Regions from separate parts of the Mus musculus genome. Here all the other regions are linked to region 4. Evidence: chromatin contacts called from public Hi-C and HiChIP or PLAC-seq data. All regions are on one chromosome and are shown on one strand. Each heading gives the region's core, a stretch centred on a gene start, on an enhancer-like site or on the middle of the called end of the contact. The rest is flanking DNA. Distances are from core to core; before and after follow the strand shown.

The links. A called contact is a pair of places that touch in the nucleus more often than the background predicts. HiChIP or PLAC-seq counts read pairs in DNA pulled down with a chosen protein or histone mark.
Region 1: a contact with region 4 is called in an H3K4me3 HiChIP or PLAC-seq map of forebrain, with 2.9 times the contacts expected there. The contact joins the enhancer-like site here to the promoter of Tmc8 in region 4. A contact is called at or near these places in 2 of 39 promoter capture datasets (cranial neural crest and hippocampal neurons), 8 of 115 datasets of contacts at active chromatin or transcription factors (embryonic basal ganglia, embryonic midbrain, embryonic stem cells and 4 more) and 3 of 9 other capture datasets (adipose tissue, embryonic stem cells and pancreatic islet).
Region 2: a contact with region 4 is called in a Hi-C map of the N1E-115 cell line, with 3 times the contacts expected there. The contact joins the enhancer-like site here to the promoter of Tmc8 in region 4. A contact is called at or near these places in 2 of 39 promoter capture datasets (embryonic stem cells and hippocampal neurons), 1 of 484 Hi-C or Micro-C datasets (the N1E-115 cell line), 4 of 115 datasets of contacts at active chromatin or transcription factors (double positive thymocytes, embryonic basal ganglia, embryonic stem cells and 1 more) and 2 of 9 other capture datasets (adipose tissue and embryonic stem cells).
Region 3: a contact with region 4 is called in an H3K27ac HiChIP or PLAC-seq map of T-cell acute lymphoblastic leukemia, with 3 times the contacts expected there. The contact joins the enhancer-like site here to the promoter of Tmc8 in region 4. A contact is called at or near these places in 5 of 484 Hi-C or Micro-C datasets (B cells, the HL-1 cell line, embryonic stem cells and 2 more), 7 of 115 datasets of contacts at active chromatin or transcription factors (T-cell acute lymphoblastic leukemia, bone marrow-derived macrophages, embryonic stem cells and 2 more) and 2 of 9 other capture datasets (embryonic stem cells and liver).

Annotation. Positions count from the first base shown.
Region 1 is chr11:117,435,597-117,438,723 of GRCm38.p6, reverse strand. Gm11732 (predicted gene 11732) reads right to left here. Exons shown (of 5, transcript NR_166733.1): 2 at 2,229-2,375; 3 at 1,711-1,936; 4 at 1,137-1,365; 5 at 1-919. Among named protein-coding and RNA genes, the nearest start is that of Gm11732, 11 kb to the right of the region's middle. Within about 2 kb of position 1,808, at least 70 of the 459 cell types and tissues checked have an H3K27ac peak or open chromatin away from gene starts, as enhancers often do. A contact at or near this core is called in forebrain and neural tube, where this site is marked.
Region 2 is chr11:117,452,745-117,455,704 of GRCm38.p6, reverse strand. No RefSeq gene overlaps it. Among named protein-coding and RNA genes, the nearest start is that of Gm46264, 9.5 kb to the left of the region's middle. Within about 2 kb of position 1,339, at least 13 of the 459 cell types and tissues checked have an H3K27ac peak or open chromatin away from gene starts, as enhancers often do. A contact at or near this core is called in the N1E-115 cell line, where this site is marked.
Region 3 is chr11:118,084,887-118,087,904 of GRCm38.p6, reverse strand. It overlaps Dnah17 (dynein, axonemal, heavy chain 17), which reads left to right. Exons shown (of 81, transcript NM_001167746.1): 36 at 836-992; 37 at 1,733-1,837. Among named protein-coding and RNA genes, the nearest start is that of Dnah17, 43 kb to the left of the region's middle. Within about 2 kb of position 1,709, at least 10 of the 459 cell types and tissues checked have an H3K27ac peak or open chromatin away from gene starts, as enhancers often do. A contact at or near this core is called in T-cell acute lymphoblastic leukemia, where this site is marked.
Region 4 is chr11:117,780,898-117,783,885 of GRCm38.p6, reverse strand. It overlaps Tmc8 (transmembrane channel-like gene family 8), which reads right to left and starts at 1,589. Exons shown (of 16, transcript NM_181856.2): 1 at 1,478-1,589; 2 at 616-836; 3 at 343-491; 4 at 1-115. The coding sequence starts at 776. Gm11723 (a long non-coding RNA gene) reads left to right here. Exons shown (of 3, transcript XR_003949820.1): 3 at 413-1,231. It also overlaps a transcript of Tmc6 not described here.

The sequences.
Region 1 (3,127 bases), core at 559-3,058, 350 kb after region 4:
TCTGAGAGAGTTGCCAGGGTGGGGTGGGAGGAGAGGCTTTTAGAGATAGTTCTTCCAGTCAGGAGAGCTCCGTGCTCTGGGGGTGGTGGGGGGCGGGGAGAACTGGGAGGTGGAAGGGTGTGACCTTGAATCTTTGAATCAAAGCCTGCACCTGCTGGCTTCTGAGATCCAATCAGCTGTTTGGATACACAGCCGGCTTACTCTCTGTGGCAGAATGGCTAGGCAGCTGGGAAAGTAGAGGCCTCTACTAACTCTATCAGAGAGGCGGGCATAAGGCATGAGGTTGCCTGGAGAGCCAGGGGGAAGAGGATTTAACTGAATACCCAGGAAAGGGACGGGGGATACAGGCTCACAGCCACACCAGCTGGGTGCCTATAGTTACAAGGTTCTTTTCTTTACACACAACTTCTACATAGAAAACCAAGGTGTACGGTGTACTCAGTGGTAGAGTGCTTGTCTGGCTTGCTCAGGCCCTGGGTCTGCTGCCCAGTACAAGATCCATTTCCAGCCTCAGTGAGCGCTGTTCACTTGCTCCTAAGCAACTATCCCCACTGAAGTGTGGTTCCCAGGACGCCTTTGGCTCCCGTGTGCCATTTAGCTCTCTGACTCCATGCGTGGCTTACATGGCTTGTGTCAGGCCATGTTACCCTGCCCCCTACTGTGTCCACACACCCGTGATGCGATGGCATCCCCCTGCTCAAGCCCCACCCCACTTCCTCGTCGAATTTTAAAGTGTACACAAACTCAGCCACCAGCAATATAAAACGTGTCTGGGGAACTGGAGAGACAGCTTTGCTGTTATAGAATGTGGACTGCTCATCAGAAGGTCCAGAACCTGTGTCAGGCAGCTTACAAGCACTGTTACTCCTGCTCTAGGGGGGATCTGACATCTCTGGCCTCCTCGGGTATACACACTCAACTATACACACACAGAGAGAAAGAGAGGAGAGAGAGAGAGAGGGAGAGAGAGAGAGAGAGATCATAAGACTAAATCACCTTTAAAAATCAAAAGTGTCTGTAGGCAGCCCAGCCTCAGCACCCGTCCCCATCAGTCTCCTGGTCGTGCCACGCTGGACTGTGGGCTCCCTTAAGCATAATGACCCCAACTGTGTGCTGTGCCCACACCATAACCTTACCTGAGACACACAAGGTTTTGGTCCATATTCTAATTCTGCCTCGATAACAAAATACCCCCGGCTGAGCAACTCATATGCAGTCGATGCTTATTGGCTGCATGGTTCTGCGGGCTGGGAAGCCCAAGGGAGCCAGCAGCGTCTGGAAGGAGCTGTTCTTCATGGCAGAAGGGGAAGGGGACATGAGAGCAAGAGGAATCAAAACATCAGTCCCTTCTCCAGCTTCCTGCACCTGCGATAACAGATTCCACCAGTGAGGACCTTAGTCCATTCAGGGAAGAGGAGCCCTCCAGAGCCCCTAGCCTCTCCTATTCCACCCCTGGATGAAGCCGAAGTAGCAGATAAACTCCAGCGCGGCAAAGAAAACTGCACAGCCTCTACCCCCAACTCTTCCAAGCATGAGGAGTCTCCCTAGCACCTACAGTCTGGGGTCCAGAACACCCCCTACTACTTGTCCCTCACCCGACCAAGCAGATAATCCTCACGGCAGGATCGAAATGAGACTTATACAACACACAGAGGTTTGTGATGACCTCTGACCCCTCTCTCATTCCCAGTGCCTCTCCATGCTGCTCACCGCCTGCGCCTGCACAGGAACCCCGGGGCTCCCAAGCCTTCTTGAAAAGTTGCTGGCAAACTGATGGGGAAGCCTACACGGGCTCGTCTCCATGGCAACCTGCTCGGCTGAGCAGCTCCGGGCAGCCAGGGCTGTCACAAGGCACTGTGAGGGTGAGTAGCTGGCAATGGTTACGGAGGAGGGGCAGCCCTGCCAGGCTGCCGCAGTGTAAACCTGGCGCCATCCCCTAGGCAGAATGCAAACCTCAAATCAGGAGCAACCATCAACAATGGGAACGTCCGACTCAAAGACCCAACCCACCCACAAGCAGAAGGGGTTCCTGGGGACAGGCTCTGGAATCCACTTCCGTCCTACAGGAGAGGAAGGGGGTGCTGGGAGGTAGAGATGGGGCTGCCCATACACAGGAGGCAAGGGCTCAGCCTGACATTTCCTGAGGCGCGCTCCTCTACCCTGCCCGACTCAGATGAGCAGGCTGGGACAGTCCTCCTCTCCTGCAGCTAAGCTGTGGGCTTTCCTACCTTATTTGAGCATAGGCTAGACCTGTCGTCTCGTGTCAGATGTGGCTGGAACTCTGTATGGTTGAGCCGGTGTCACTGCCGTTTCCAGTGAATCCAGTGGATCTCCCTGCTCCTGTCTTTTTCCTTTTTCTCTCTTGGACTCAATTCCTGAGAGAGAGAGAGAGCAAGAGAAAGCACAAGAGAGAAACTTGCACGTTCACGTGCATGCGGATGTCAAAGGTCAACCTTGATGTTGTGCCTCAGGCGCTATACACCTTGTCTTTTATTTACTTTATAAACTATGTGTGTGCGGCTGTGAACAGCCTTGAGCACATAGGTGCAGTGCCTGAAAAGGCCAACAGAAAGCATATGACTCCCTGGAGCTGGACCTACCGCCAGTTTGGAGGTGCCTGGTATGGGGACTGCGAAGCAGGTGCTCTTGACTATTGAGCCATCTCTCCAGCCCCGCCTTCTGTTTTGAGACCAGGTCTCTCACTGGTCCCGAGACTGACTCACTAGCTGGGCTAGGTTGGCCTCCTGCAAGTTGCCTGCCTGTGTCTGCCTTGCCAGTACTAGAACTACAAGCATGAGTCACAGCACCTGGATTTGGGGGTTCAGTTTTAGGTCCCCTTGCTTGCCGGACTGAGCTATCTCCCCAGCTCCTTGGTCCCAGTTTTCGCTGATGTCCCAAGGAAGACTGTAGATGGTTGAGACTTGCAGAAAGCCCCTACTTGGTCTGGCTCATCACATTCCACCTGTAGCCTACCTGTGTTTGTGGGGAGGGATGCCCAGGGCCTTGTATACACCAAGCACTCTACCTCTAAGTCACACCCCAGAGCCCCCATACTTCATTCATAACCTTTTCATATGCATTTCCTTCCCAGAGGTTAAAGGAGATTTTGCCAGAAGAGACTGTATTT
Region 2 (2,960 bases), core at 90-2,589, 330 kb after region 4:
GTCAGGGGACAAGTGACCTTTCCTTTTACCAGTTGTCTCTGAGGGATCAAAGTCAGATCCTCAGGCTTGTCAGTGAGCACCTTTAGCTGAGGAGCCCTCTCACCAGCCCTCTACCTTATCTCTTAAGGCAGGGTCTCTCCCTGAGCTTATAGCTAATTAAGTGGCTTGGTCAGTGAGTGCCCAGGCTCCCTCAGTCTCAGTGCTGGGGACACAGACACTTTGTGTCCACTTGGCTTTTTACCTGTGTCCTCAGGCTTCGAAGAAAGGAGGTCATCTCAGCCATCTTTCTCCTCAACCCATGTGTCTATCTCAAGCTGGCCTCAAACTTACTATGTAGTCATAGTGACAAGTGCTTCCACACCTGGCTTTTATTAGTGCTGGGGATTGAACCCAAGGAGGCCTCCTGCACTTAAGTCAAACATTTAACCCACTCTACCACCAGCCTTCTCTGAGGTCTTAGCAGGATCCTTGTGTCCCAGTATCTACACCCCAAGTGAGGGAGGGTATCTGAAGGGACAGAGCCTGGCTGAAGGGTGACAGTACTTGAGAGGCTCTTCAGATCAAAGTGTTCACCCAGACTCCAGAGAATGCAGGGTAGGATGTGCTAAGGAAGGAGACAGATTCTCAGTTCCAGGTATGGCCTGGCTTTGTGGCTTTGCTTCTCAGACATCACAAAGACCCAGTATGAGGGTTGGGGGGCGGCACACAAACTGCTCTGGAGCCTGGGGGTCACACAGGATGACTTGGGTGGGGCCTGAGCTGTGACTGGGTGGAGGGATGGTCAGGAGAGGAAGATGGGAGCAGGGACAACAGAACAGTGGTGAAAGGAATAAGGGACCCCAGGGCACATCAGCCTGGAGGCTCAGAGTCTGAGCTGTTGTGGTATTTGTTACAAGTATGGACTCAGCTTCTGTCTCCTCAAGAAACAGTTGAGAGTGACATTCCAGTTCTGAGATCACAAACTCAAAACCCAGGGTATGGCGGCTCCTGAGTTCCTGTGTTGGGTCAGAAACCAGAGGCACTGGGGACATCTGGGGGAAGACAGTGAGACAACTTAGAAGAAGCAGGCACTGAGGACAGGCTGGGCTCTACCTAACTTAAATCTACCAGACTCCCTGCTCTTCCGTCTGGATTTCATATTTCAGTTTAAAAAAAAAAATAATGACAAAGGCCGAGAGTTCAAGCAGCCTCCCCCTCCTTGGTAATTACCAAATTAACACATTCTACGGAGACCCAGCCGCAGCCGACTGTGATTAATGGGCAAGAACTATTAGCCGCAGAGCCTGCCCCTCTCGTTTCTAACCTTAAACAGGCACAGCTCCCTGGGCTGCTCCACATTCACCACCCCCTTCCCTGCCCAGAGACTTAATGGAATCCAGGCAGGGCTTAATGTGCCTGTCCTGTCCCACCTCGAGGGGCCTCACCCCACAGGTCAAGGAGGTGGCTTCCCTACCCAAGCAAGAGGCCTGGGAAAAATGAACCTCAAATTAATTTATTCAGCTAATTCATTAAACGAGCTCTGTCTGAGTACAGACTCCACCCAGCCGTGGGCTGCAGCTGGAGGAAAATCCTGGGAAAGCCATGGCGATGGGCAGCGGAGATGCTGCTATCAGATGCTGCTATCGGGAGCCAAGAACAGGCTGTGTGCTGTCAGGAAAACCCTGATGTGACAACGGGGAATAGAACCCAGGGAGAGGCCAAGCCTGGGTCCCCAGGCTGTAGATGGTGCTAGAGGAGCTGGGGTCACAAATGGGGAACTTGAGTTGAATGCTGGGGGAGGAGTTAAAGCACTTACTTGGTACTGAGGTGTGAGGACCTGAGTTCGAGACCCCAGTGCTGTAGAGGTGGAGTCTGGTAAGTCTTTGAGATGGTTCAGAGGTTCAGTGCACTGACTGTCCTTAAAGTTGACCAAGGCCAAAGGATGTGATACCCCAACACTGTTCATGATTGAAGTAGGGCTGCCTCCACAAATGGTAACATAGCCGGAGCCAAGCCTGCCCAGTTTGGCCTTTGGGAAATGAGGGGGGAAGCAAGGAGAGAGATGGGGGTGCTCCCTCAGGGCCCTCGCTACATCTTGCCTGGAAGGAAGCTAAAAGAGAAACCAGCCTCACACGGTCCTCACAGCCCAGCGTGGAGTGGAGCAGCTAGCCAGTCTGCAGACTGCAAGGCACAGAACGGGGAGGAAACTTGTCCCTGGAGAGCCCTGGGGACACAGCGGCCAGGGCAGAGCGATGGAAGTCAGGAGGACTGGGGCTTGGGGCTCCTGCAAGTCTGAGGACAAACTTGGATGCGTCTTCCTGCAGTTATAGGACTACCCTGAGCCATAGTTTCTCAGCAAGAGAAGTGTATAATCACCCACCTCAATGATTTCTTTGATTAAGATGAGAAATCTTATTCCTGTCACCGTCTTCATTATCACTGTCACCACCACCATCATCATGACCATCACCACTGCTATCATCACCATCATCATTAGTGCTATGGAGGAAAAGTCAGGTCATCACTACCAGCACCAGCACCATCATATCCACCATCACCTGAATCACCACCCATTAGCCATCATCATCATTATCACCATCACCACCATCATCATCATCACCTTCATCCCCACCATCCCCACCATCCCCACCATCACCACCATCACCACCATCCCCACCATCACCACATCCCCACCATCACCACTGTTGTCAACACTATCACTATGGCCAATCACCACCACTGTCATCCTGACCCAGAGAAATGCAGGCAGCTCCAGCCCTTTCAGAGAAACCCCTTTGCAGACATGCGAAAGCCATGCCTTCATAAACGACCTATTTCTTTGATGACATCTTCACCAAAGCCCACTGCCTCTAGAGCCCCAGCCATGACAAACACCGGTAACAGGATGGCTCCCCGAGGCTGAGTTTCAAGAGCATTAAAGATTAAAGAATGCACAGGTCAATTATGGATGCGAGGAAATG
Region 3 (3,018 bases), core at 460-2,959, 300 kb before region 4:
TTAAACAGCACAAGAGCTGGGCAGATACCTACCCTCTATGCTGTTAGAATCTACTTTCCTATGGATAACCCTGAGTTGTTACATAGTAATGTTTCATCTGGGCTGTTCTTAACTCCAATTGGTCAGCCCTCAGGGCCACCTTTTTTATGGTTCACCTAACCCATAGTGGCCTCAGCCGCTGCCGCCTCCTCCTCCTCTTCCTCCTCCTCCCTCCCCCTCCCTCTCCCTCCCTCCTCCTCCTCCTATTCATCTACTCTGACCCCCAAACCTGGAAAACCTAAACCCCACCTATGTCTCTTCTACCCAGCTATTGGCTGTTGGCATCTTTATTTACCAATCAGAAATAACTTGGGGCCAGGTCACAGATCTACATGCAGACTTCAGGTCTTGGGGGCCAGGCAGGAGCCCTGCTTTAGGCTGAGCTCTTGGTCCTTCACTGGCTGTGTCCCCAAGGAGTGGCTTCACCTCCCTGAGGTCTGCAGAACAGGGAGAGAGCTACAGGAGCCCTCATGAGTGTGCAGGGACTGAATCAATTACAAGATAATAAAACCACTCAGCCCAGAGGCTGCCCAAGACACCCTCAGCATGTGTCTGACGAGTCCCCAGAGTCCGTCCCCCAAACCCACAGGAGGGCCATGTCTTGCACCCACCCCTGTCCCTCAGCACAGTGACCACCCCCCCCCACCCACACACACACATGCACACATACACACCAGCTCTGACTTTGGTCTCTGGGCCCAAGTGAGTACAGCGGCCCCACAGTAAGCCGAGCAGAGCACAGTGGGGTGTGGGTCACAGGGTCACAGTGCCCCAGGTCAATCAAGGTCCTCTGTAGGTGCTACATCACGCTCACGCAGTCCCTCCACCTGATCATGGGCGGAGCCCCTGCAGGCCCTGCTGGCACGGGCAAGACGGAGACAACCAAGGACCTGGGCAGAGCCCTGGGCACCATGGTGTATGTCTTCAACTGCTCAGAGCAGATGGACTACAAGGTATGTGGCCAGGGCTGCGGGTCCCCACCCAAGAGCATGTACACCCAGAGTACCCACTAGCACTTGTGGAGGTAGAGGTCCCGGCAGTTCCATGACTGTCCCCTATGAATAGAGACACACACACAGGTAGGAGTACCTGATTGGCGTTCAGTGTGGGGTTAGGGTGAAAGTAGTGGCCACCGGGTGAACTCTGAAGGGGACAAGGACAGGTCCATCAGCTGCAGGGTCATGTCTTCTCAGAGGACTAAACAGGAGGGGAGGGACTCTGACAGTAACAGTCCCAGCATAAAAGGGAGGAGTTGGGGCGCCCTCCCGTTGGACGAGCCCCACAGCCTAGTGGTCCCATCCTGAGACTGAGGACAGTGGCCAAGACCCCTGCTGACTGAAGGTCATACCAGCGTGTCCCCCTCAGGGGCCCTAGAAAAGTGAAGTCTATTGATCCTAGAAGGACTTCTGTGTGAACTCCATGGGTGTGTTGCTGACCCTGCAGGGGACAAAATGGCATAGTCACACGAAAAGATCTTCCTGGAGCCCCAGCCCACCTCAGAGGATCCCTTCCTCCATGTGCATAAAATGAGAAGACAGGGGTAGGGATTGGGGGATTTCTTAACTTGATGTTCGCTTAGAAAAAACGCTGGGACCCTGCGGGTCAGGTGTACAAGGGCGCTGTCTCCAGACACCTGCTTCCTGCAGGCCTCTGGGGGCCACTCCCTCTCTCTGATCTGACTTTCCCTTTGTAGTCCTGTGGAAACATCTACAAGGGCCTGGCACAGACGGGAGCCTGGGGTTGCTTTGATGAGTTTAACCGGATCTCGGTGGAGGTCTTGTCTGTGATTGCTGTACAGGTAGGGCCCTTCTGCTTAGTCTCTGGGTCAGTGGGGGACCCGGAGTTGTGCCCAGTTTTCCTGGCATCTCAGTCACCAGAGACCCTCCTGTCTGACCACCCCAACAGCCAAGCACTGGGCAGGGAGGTGACACAGTGAGGCCTCAGATGCCCTGCCCTGGCTCCCAGGGGCCCTTACACACAGAGGGGACAGTAAGGGTCCCATACAGGGAGGTATAACTGATTCGGCCTGGGGATGCTAACGTAGAGAGCTACTTTGGGTGTGGTAGCTCATGCCTATAACTCCTGCCACTTTGTGATATGAACCCAGGAGGATTGCCACAAGTTCAAGGCCAGCCTGGTCTATAGAACAACCTCTAGGTTAGTCAGGACTATAGATTAAGACTTTGTTTTGTAAGACAGAGAAGGGGAGAGAGAGAATATTTGATAACCCTTAGTTGGCTTTGAGATTGTACTGTTTGGCAGCAAACTAGACCAAAATGGTACAGAATGTCCAACGACCCTCCCTCTGCCTGCCACCCACACACACACACACCCACACCCACACCCACACACCCACACCCCCACACCCCCACACCCACACCCACCCCCACCCACCCCCCAGCAGGCTGTATTTATAGTCTCAAGGAAAGGAAGTGCAGAATACAGACAGCTGGATTGATCACAGCTGCTCTGCCTTATCTGAACATGGTTTGAACAGTTGGCTGCCTGCAACCGGCTGGAACTCAGCTGTGGGCTTCAAGAACTAAGTTACAATATCTCCATGCATCGGTTGGCGTTCACTAGATAATCCATGTAGGGAGAAACCCTTCCCCAAGCTGGAGCTCTGTGCAGAGGTGGCCTCAGGCCAGTCAGGTGAACTTGACAGAAGAGAATGAAGCACTCTGGGCTTTGAAGAACACGGCAGTATCTCAGTATAAACTAACCAGCCAGAGCGGATGGGGAAGGAGTGGTTGTGTGTCCAGGGAATTCCCTAACCCGGCACAGAACAGCAATGGGGAATCCAAGGCAAAGGGGGTACAGGGTGGGGGCCATGTCAACACCCCAAGCTTTTAAACTCACCCGCAGGGCTCTGTGTTTCAAACAGGAGCCCCAGCAGTCCTGGTGCCCGACAGACTGGATAGACAACGGGCTCTGAGGTCCTCCAAGGCTGGCCTCCAATCTCAGATCAGCTTGAGACCC
Region 4 (2,988 bases), core at 340-2,839:
AGCCAGACCAGGGGCAGCAGCACAAAGCAGGCAGTCAGCAGCATGGTCAGCAGGTTGAGCAGCAGCAGGAAGCGAAGGAAAGTGAAGTAGGACTGGATCCCGGTTCCGAAGAGGCCTACGAGAGAAAACAGGGAGAGTCAGCCACGTTGAGAATCCCAGGGCTGTGTGATGTGTGGCAATATGGACCAGCCCAGGGCAAAATTAGGGCTCCGCGCGCCCCCACAGCCCTCCAGAGATCTGTATGTAACCCAGCTAGGTGTGCACAGGAGGAATCCGAGGGGTGTACAAGGATGGAGGGGCTGATGAGGAAGGTGGGAAATATGGGTCGGCATGGGATCCTACCCCCAATCTCGTAGAGAGCTCCCTCCCAGAGACCGAAGCCGCGGGCCAGCCGTTGCTCTGCCTCCCTCAGGTGTTGTCGCGCCACCCGCCTCGGGCGATGCCACCGCTGCCAGAAGGTGGTCTTCACTCCCTCGGGCTCCCGCAGTTCCCTGCAGGACCGTGGTGACAGGGGGGCGCCCTTGAGTAATCCATCTGACAGATGCATCCTCCGGAGGCCCCCCACCCCCACCCCACCCCTGCGCAGCTCGTCCAGAGTAGCCGAGCGGCACCCACCGGATGAAGCGCTTGTCTGCCATGGCGTAAGGCAGCATCCGCACAGGCGTCCGGGAGGCGCATAGCCGCTCCACTTCTTGCTCCCACAGCTCCTCCGAGGCCGCCTGGGATTCAGGCCTTCGTGGGGCTGGTCCTGACTGCACCGACCACTGGCGAAACATCCCAGTGGGCGCGCGGGACAGACAGGCAAGATCCTTGCTCGCAGGAGCTCCACCTTGGCCCTGCCAGTGTCCACAGTGAAAAGAAGCCTGCTGTGGTCGAAGCCGGGGCTGCCCCACTCCACCTCTCAAACAGACCCACTGACCAAGGCCTTAGTCTTCAACTGCCAAGCACGGTGAAAGGCCTCCAGGATATGAGGAGAGAGAAGCCGCGGGCAAAGGCTGTCTGTCCTAAACCTTACCTTACGCTTTAGAAAAACACAATCTTTTCCCATGTGCTGATTGGCTTTTGGGAGGTCACTCCTGTCCCGAACCCCCGACAGCTCCTAGAATTTAGCTTCCTGCAACACCCCAGCTCTGGATGTACTAGGGCTCCGTTCTCTCTGTGTGTGTTTGTTTTGTTTTTTTGAGACAGGGTTTCTCTGTGTAGCCCTGGCTGTCCTAGAATTCACTCTGTAGACCAGGCTGGCCTTGAACTCAGAAATCTGCTTGTCTCTGACTCCCAAGTGCTGGGATTAAAGGCGAGCACCGTCACTGCCCGCCCCATTCTGTGTGTTTTGTCCAGGCTGGGTCTGCTCTGGTCTTCTCAAGGGACCCAGAATAGAAGGCGTGGCTACATCCCCAATCATGAGAAAAGAAAAGACACCCCCCCCCCCAAACCATCCGGAAGGAAGCAATAGCCCTGGCCTTCTTCCCCCTCTCACCGTCCTTATTGTCACAAGGCAAGCAGCTCACAAAGAGGCAAGGGACCAAGCTCCCCGAAGAGCCCCCTCCTAAGACCAGCTCTTGACACACCAGGCAGGGTGGTGAGGGAGTGGGGTGGGGGTCACGTGACAGGAACCCCGGGGGTGGGGGCCCACCGCGTCTCCTCCCCTCCACCCACTCCCGCCTTCCTTCCTCACAGTTTCCTCTGCCTCTGCGTGCACTTCCCGACCTGGAGGGTCACGGGCACAGGTGAGAGGCGCGGGTGGCACCAGGCCGACCTGCTTTTCTGTGCTCCCACTCCTGCAAGCCCCCTTCCTGGCCGCCAGCCCTTAGGCGTGTCCTGGTGCGGGGACCCTTATCTGCGGTCCGCAGTCGCCCCAGAGAGCAGGCTAGTGATGGGTGGATGGTCTCAGCACTGGAGCTGCTGCCTCTCCGGATCCCTGGCGCTTTGTTCTTTGCTTTTTGTTCTATTTCAAGACAGGGTCTCACTGTGTAACTCTGATTGTCTTGGAATTCATCATGTAGAGCAGGCTGGCCTTGAACTCACAGAGACACTTGCCCAAGGCTGGGATTAAAGAAAGGCCTGTGTCACTATGACTGGCTGGCAGGTTATTTTTGAACTGACCGCCTTAAGGGCAGGCACTGCCCTCCCTGTTGCTATGCCCTGGCCAGGCTCTGGCACCAAGCCCAACCTAAGAGCTGAGGAAGCAGCTTCTTCAAGCACGTCACTCGTCATCCACTGACTAGACCTTTAGGAGTCATCTTGGCCAGTTCCCAGTTCTGGGAGCCCTAGCCTTTCCTCCCTGTTCACCTCTTTTAAAACCTTGTTGTCTCAGCTCTGGATTCTGAGTCTCCGCCTGTGTCCCTGCCCACAGGCTCTGTACTCCCAACAAGTTCACACAGGAAGGCGCCCCAGGAAATGGCTTTCAAATTGGGCCAAAGTCGTGCAAAATTCAGAGTAAGAGCAAGGAGTCAACTAGGGGCTGAGGAGGGCTGGGTCTGCAGACCAAGACTTCCGGTGCCAAGGCGCCGCTTGGTAAACCCACCCAGGCACGGAGAGACAGCTGCGAAGAAGCGTCGCCCTCCCCCCTCAGGCTTCATCTCCTTCCGGTATCCCACACGTTTCCTGGGGTCTGTTAACCTTCGTGTGTAGGAGGGGACTTGTTTTTCCCTTCTACTTCTCACGGTCACCGGTCACCCTGTCTGTAACTTGGGGGAAGCGGTTCTATGGAGCATCTTGGTGGCCAGGTTCCTTGCTCCAGCTGGTGACACCTGGAGGCTGGTGACACTTTCTCGGGTTCAATTTCCTCATCTGTGAAATAGAAAGGTCTTTGACTGTCTTGGCACAGCAGGAAGCAGTTTAACCCTAGCTTTAGAAACAGACACCACGCCCAGGGCGGAGCGGGCAGTAACTCGTTTGCTCAGCCTCTGATAAAGAACAGTTAACCAGGCTGGGAGGAGGCGATTACTCAATCCCGCGTGGGAAGGCTAGGGACTGGTAAGTGACCCC